Linked DNA regions of Mus musculus: region 2 is linked to region 1. The links are chromatin contacts, called in public HiChIP or PLAC-seq maps. All regions are on one chromosome and are shown on one strand. The core of a region is the stretch at or near the end of the contact, and the rest is flanking DNA. Distances in the headings are between cores, read along the strand shown. Region 1 overlaps Car5a (carbonic anhydrase 5a, mitochondrial). Region 2 overlaps Zfp469 (zinc finger protein 469).

Region 1 (2,997 bases), core at 257-2,756:
CCGGGCCGGTGGTCCTGGTTTCTATAAGAAAGCAGGATGAACGAACCATGTGGAACCATGTGGAGCAAGCCAGTCAGCAGCACCCTCCACGGCCTCTGCACCAGCTCTTGGTCCGGTTCCTGCCCTGACTTCCCTCAGTGATGAACTGGGATGTGGAAGTGAAATGAGCCATTCCTTAAATAAGCATGCACTTGTTGCTTTGCTGCTGTCAAGGCTAATCTTGGAAACACTGCCACATCGAGAATTTTCTGTTCCGGCTTGAAAGGGTTCAGGAATACTCCTCCATATGTGCGAATTCTTGGATGGTGAGGTTGCACTGTGTGCACAGTGCCCTGGGCTCAAAAAGGCCTCAAGCCCCAAGTCCCCAGGACCCCCAATTCCTGGCCTCTCCTCCCAACTTCACTTCTCTAGAGCTTCTCCTATCCAGTGCAAGTCACGTGGTTACCTTACTTTGCTGGGAGACATTAAGACTCCACCTGCCTTTCCACTGAGCTTCCTGAGCAAGCCAACAAGTATTCTCCCCTCAAATACCCTTTTGTGTGTGTGTGTGTGTGTGTGTGTGTGTGTGTGTGTGTGTGTGTGTGTTTTCAGAAGGGGTCTCACTATACAGCCCTGGCTAGCCTGGCATTCCATATGTAGACAAAGCTGTCTTTGAACTCATAGAGATCTCCATGCCTCTGCCTCCAGAGTGTTGGGATTAAATGTGTGCATGACCACGCCTGGCTTTCCCTTATTTTTATTAAGTGTACTGCAGCCTTTGAAGTTGTTTTTGTTCTTTGGTTTGGTTTGGTTTGGTTTTATGAGCTTGCATGATCCCCAGAACAGGGTCATCCACATAGAACTAGCAAGCTCCTTGATCAGATAGACATAAACGATGCCTCTTGGTTGGTGGGCGAGAAGCGTCATCCCTTCCTGTCCCAGATGGGTCCCCAGCACTCTGCAGGCTGCTCTTCATGAGACTGTCCACCTCTGAGGGGCTGATGTGTCTCACTGAGGCAGACTCCAACTCAGAGGGGCTATTCTACAAAGGGTCTTCTGATGCTATTAGGGAGAGTGCAGAGCCACTGCCTGGCCCCAGTTTGACTACAGTGGTCTTTTGACTTTTGTTGGTCAAAGGATCATGATTGGAGCTGCCCCTTGTGTATTTGTAGCCCAAGAGAACCATACAGAATCCTGGGATGCAAACTCCACCACAGATTTGCCTCAGCCTGGACCCTCTCATATGAAGACCAGGACCTCGATTCCTAGTTTATGAGTGGCACCCACAGCTCAGATGGTCTCCACTGGGGAGAAGGCTGTGTCTGTGCATGTTGGAGATTGGTTCTAATGCTTTGATTCAATTGGAAATCTATGTGTCCAGACACCAAAGGTCCTTGTCCCCAGTTGGTTTTTGATCGATCAAGAAAGATGCCAATGGCCAATGGCTGGGCACGAGGGTGGGGGACACTCAGAATTGTGCAACATAGAGAGGAACAGGAGATTCACCATGACTTGGGGTAGAAGGAAGAAGGCCACTGGCCACTGGCCACTTCCCCAATTCGGCCTGGGGTAGCAGGATAGCAGGGGAAGGTTTAGGAGTGCCCAGCCTTTGAAGAAGCCAGGCATTTAAAAAAATAAGCTAGTGTGTGTGTGTGTGTGTGTGTGTGTGTGTGTGTGTGTGTCTTTCATTCGAGGATCCAAAGACAGCTCCTGGGCAGGTGCACATAGGCGATCCTCTGAAAGCCAAAGCAGTATAGCCAAAACTACTGCTACATGTGGATTAAGAATCCCATCTATGGGGCTGGAGAGATGGCTCAGTGGGGAAGAGCACCAACTGTTCTTCCAGAGGTCCTGAGTTCAATTCCCAGCAACCACATGGTGGCTCACAACCATCTGTAATGGGATCTGATGTCCTCTTCGAGTGTGTCTGAAGACAGCTACAGTGTACTCACATACATAAAATAAATAAATAAATCTTTTTAAAAAAAGAATCCCGTCTGTAATTTAGCATTGAGTGTGTATGTATGTTATGTACATGTGTGCACCCGTGGAAGCCCAAGGACAACTTCAAATCAGGTGTTGTTCCTTGGGAGCCATCTCCCTTGTTTTTTTGAGACAGGTTCCCTCAGTCCCTGAAGCTCACTAATGAGTCTAAGCTGGCTGGACAGTGCATTCAACAGATCCCCTTGTGTCCATCCCCTCAGCACTGGGGTGACAGGGGCGCACCACTGAACCTGGGTGCAGGGGGTTAAGCTCAAGCTTTGTCTGCTTGTTGTTTTCAAGACATGGTTTCATTATGTAGTCCCGGCTAGCCTGGAAGTTATTATGTAGACCAGTCTGGCCTCATACTCACAGAGATCCTCCTGCCTCTGGCCCCCAAGTGCTGAAATTAAAGACACACACCACTACACTGGCTCAAACTCATATATTAATGTTTATAAGATAAGCACTTTACTGAGTGAACCATCTCTTTATTTCTTGGCCCTTATCTGTGCATTTTCATAAATTTTAATGTGTGTGTGTGTGTGTGTGTGTGTGTGTGTGTGTGCTGCCTGCATATCGATCTATGTGCATCTTGTGTGCCTGGTGGCTACAGAGGCAGAAGAGGGTATTAGATCCCTGGAAAGTGGAGTTCATAGATGGTTGTGAGGTGCCATGTGAGTCCAGGCATTGAACTCCTGGTCTCCTAGAAAAGCAGCCAGTGCTCTTAAATGCTGAGCCATCCCTCCAGCCTCTTATCTGAAGTTAGGTGATAGCTTGAGGTTTTAAGACTGGATGACAGTCTAGAACACCCATCTTGCTTTGGGATAAGGAGATGGTAAGATTGTACCAGCCCAGCACCTGCCCAGACCACGGCACAAGCATGAGCTAGCTCTGTCCCCAGTGTGCAGGGCAGTGCTACCCGACGCACATTGTTTTCACAGGGAAAAGGAAGCACGCTCCATCAGCTGGAGGCAGTCAGAACTCAGCAGCATCTTTCACTCCACATGGCATAAGACTCATTTGCCATTCGGTGTC
Region 2 (2,997 bases), core at 170-2,669, 330 kb before region 1:
TATCAGGGTCGGTGGGGCTGGTGGAGAACAGTGCTTGTCTCCTAAGGCCCCGGGCTGCTCTGTTCCCCTGGCGTGGCCTTCTGCCCCTGGCCGGCCTAGCTTCCAAATGGGCACTGACCTTGTTGAGTGCATCTGGGTCCTCCAGGCTCCTCCAGCTTTTTGGCTGGAGTCTGTTGGCTTGACCCTGGCCCTTGATCTTTTCAGGTTGACTAGGCGAGCCAAGACGTCCATCTGCCTTGGACCTCAGCTGCTTCTGGATGTTTGCAGGAAGAGCTGACACGTTTACAGCCCTTGAGGAGTCCTCTTTCATACGGGCCCCTCCTGTCACTGAGGGGTCCCCAGACTGAAGGCCCTGGGCGTTCTCTCTGCTCTTGGCTGTAGCATCCAGGACCTGACGCAGAGGAAAGGAACAGCAGGCTGGGTCCTGGCGCCTCTGTCCAATGCTGGCACTGGGCTCCCAGGGAGGATCTGGCACGGGATGAGACCAAGCCCTACCACCACTTTGAAGGGTGGATTGTGGAGAGGTCCCTGCAGGTGCAGACGCCCCCTTAAAGTCCAGGTCCTTGGCAATAGGCTTGTTAAGCACAGCTCCTATAGAACTCCCTGCCTGGTCTTCAGAGTGACCCTTAGAGCCATGGCTGAGACTGGCACTTGGAAGGGAGGTGACTTCCTCATCACCCTTAAGTATCAAGTTGGGTTCTAGGGCCGGGTGGGCACTGGGGCTGTTGAATCCTTCCAGTGCAGGGGAAGTTGGGCAGGGCTCCTGGGCCTCACAGAATGGGTCTAGAGAATGTCCTCTTGTGTGTTTACCAGGAAGCAGCGGTGGGGCATTCGAGTTCTGGGTCCCAGGGGCTTCATTATTTTTAGGAAACAAAAGCCCATGCTTCGGGCTGTCCTTGGCTAAACTCCCAGCATGCAGCAAGGCCACCTGTTGGTTGCTGGAGTCAGGCAGGCGGTCACTTAGGGGGATCTGACTGTCTGCGTCGGGGATAATGGTCTCCCGAGTTCTCTGAAGACCGAGTGTGAATCCTTCCAGGCTGAGGGGAGCCCCGCATCCTGGGTTCTCCTGGATACCACAGGGAGGTGCTGCTTTTTCTGTGTGGCAGGAAGCTGGGTAGGGCCACTGTTTCTGGGGGTTCTTCAGGGCCCTTTCCTGATGTGAACTTGATCCCTCAAGACCTGTAATGTCTTCTGCTGGCTCCCTCTGGGCTGAGGTGGCTGGATTTGTGGGTAGAAGGGAGGCCTGCTTTGGGCTTGTGTCCATCTTGCCTTCCTGTGTAGCTTCCTCCGGTTCTCCCGAGGTGCCCACTGTGCTCCCTTCCCCCTGCAGTTGGCTTTCTAATTCAGTCACCAATCTTTTGATCTCCAGTTCGTCCTCACACAGATTGCTACATTCACTTCCCTTTTCAGGCACAGCGGGAGGGCGGGGAGGCACCGTCTGTTCCGAGGGACACTGCTTGCTGACTGTCTTTCCCTTGGAGAGACCAGGAAAGGAGCCAGGCAGCACCGGAGAAATTTCCTCCAGCAGCAAGAATGGCGGGTACAGAGGATCTGCCAGAGGTTTCTTAGGGAGAGGGTCAGGACCTGCCAGTGGTCCGTGGGTGACCCTGTTTGCTGACAAGTTGTCATAGAGTGGTGGGTCAAATCCGTCCTCAGGCAGCCCTGCAAACAGGGATGTGGACTCTAAGGTCAGTGGCGAATGCACCTTCCCTGGGTCTGTTTCAACTGGGTAGGGTGGACTCTTGGATGGTGTTGACTCAAGGGTCTCCATACTGTCCTGGCTAAGGTAGCAGCTTCGGGCAGGCAACGGGTCCATAGCTAAAGGCTTGGTGTACAGATCGTCAGGGAAACAGTAGGCTAGGTCCTTGGATCCAAGGAACAATTCACAGGTGTCACTGTTAGGCAGGGATCCTCTTTTGGCAGCTGGACACTCTAGAGAGCGCCTGTCACAGTGGTCAGGGTCACAACCAGGACTCGAGTTCTTGAAAACCGGGAGGCTGGATTCAGTGTAGAACATGTCTGCCAGCTTATCGATGGGTACCAGGCACCTTCCAGGCTGGGAGGCAGAGTCCTCTCTGGTATGCAAAGTCGGGGGCTTCATGCATCCAGAAGTGCCCAGAAGACAGCCTGCATCTGGTACTGGCACGCTGTTTCCCGATAGTGTTTCAGGGTGGCTCCCTGATGGACTGCCAGCCCGTGCTGGCACTGGAGCAGCGGGTCTGGGGCTTTCCCCACCACAGTGAGCTGGAGAACTGGGTCTCTCTCTGAGCTCAGTGGTATCAGCAGCAACTTCAGGCTTCTCGCCCTCCTGGGGGAAGTCCAGGGCTGCATGGTTTTTCTCCTGGGTCTTGGTGGTGGCGAGGACCCGGGGAGGATGTTTTGGGGCTATTATGGGATGGCCACGATGCTCAAGTCCTCTTTCCACAGAGACTTCTCCAGCTTCCGAACTCGGCAACAGGCTTTGAGTCCTTGGAGTGGGAGAGCCCCCATTTTCACCAGCCTCCTGCCGCATGACCTTCCTTGGGTTCTGGGTCAAATCTTCTTTCTTCCTCTTCTTGCCCTGGCGCCACCGTTGGCGGCTGTGGGGGGAACAGCCTTGGGCAGGACCCCCCAAATCCCGCCGCTGCTGCATACCAGCCTCTTCCTCAGATTCAGAGGCACAGCCTTGCCCGCTGAGCCTGCCCTCCTGGGTGCTAGGTGGTCTTCCAGGCAGCGGGGGGACATGGGAGACTTGGTTCCGTGGTGCCTGCTGCCCGTGGCGCCTGTTTTTCTGCCGCACTATCTTGTGGATGAGTTCCTTGCTCCAGGAGCCGCCCCGCCCCCTCCTCTTCCTGGAGTCCTTCCCAGAGGGCAGCTGCAGGTGCTTGGAGCTCCTCGTCTCTTTGGAGGTGGCTCTGGAGATGCTGTGATCTGCACGAGCGTGGCCCTTGCGAGTCTGACTTTTGCGAGCCTGGGGCCGGGGATGCTCTGCACTGTGACCCTTCTTTCTTGGCCTCA

The links. HiChIP or PLAC-seq counts read pairs in DNA pulled down with a chosen protein or histone mark.
Region 2: a contact with region 1 is called in an H3K4me3 HiChIP or PLAC-seq map of bone marrow-derived macrophages, with 6 times the contacts expected there. The contact joins two enhancer-like sites. A contact is called at or near these places in 2 of 39 promoter capture datasets (cranial neural crest and erythroid cells), 5 of 484 Hi-C or Micro-C datasets (the Ba/F3 cell line, the HL-1 cell line, the N1E-115 cell line and 2 more), 7 of 115 datasets of contacts at active chromatin or transcription factors (bone marrow-derived macrophages, embryonic forebrain, embryonic hindbrain and 4 more) and 2 of 9 other capture datasets (adipose tissue and pancreatic islet).

Annotation. Positions count from the first base shown.
Region 1 is chr8:121,928,755-121,931,751 of GRCm38.p6, reverse strand. All of the region lies in intron 2 of Car5a (carbonic anhydrase 5a, mitochondrial), which reads left to right. Among named protein-coding and RNA genes, the nearest start is that of Car5a, 15 kb to the left of the region's middle. Within about 2 kb of position 1,506, at least 4 of the 459 cell types and tissues checked have an H3K27ac peak or open chromatin away from gene starts, as enhancers often do. A contact at or near this core is called in bone marrow-derived macrophages, where this site is marked.
Region 2 is chr8:122,262,828-122,265,824 of GRCm38.p6, reverse strand. It overlaps Zfp469 (zinc finger protein 469), which reads right to left. Exons shown (of 3, transcript NM_001362883.1): 3 at 1-2,997. Among named protein-coding and RNA genes, the nearest start is that of Zfpm1, 18 kb to the left of the region's middle. Within about 2 kb of position 1,419, at least 25 of the 459 cell types and tissues checked have an H3K27ac peak or open chromatin away from gene starts, as enhancers often do. A contact at or near this core is called in bone marrow-derived macrophages, where this site is marked.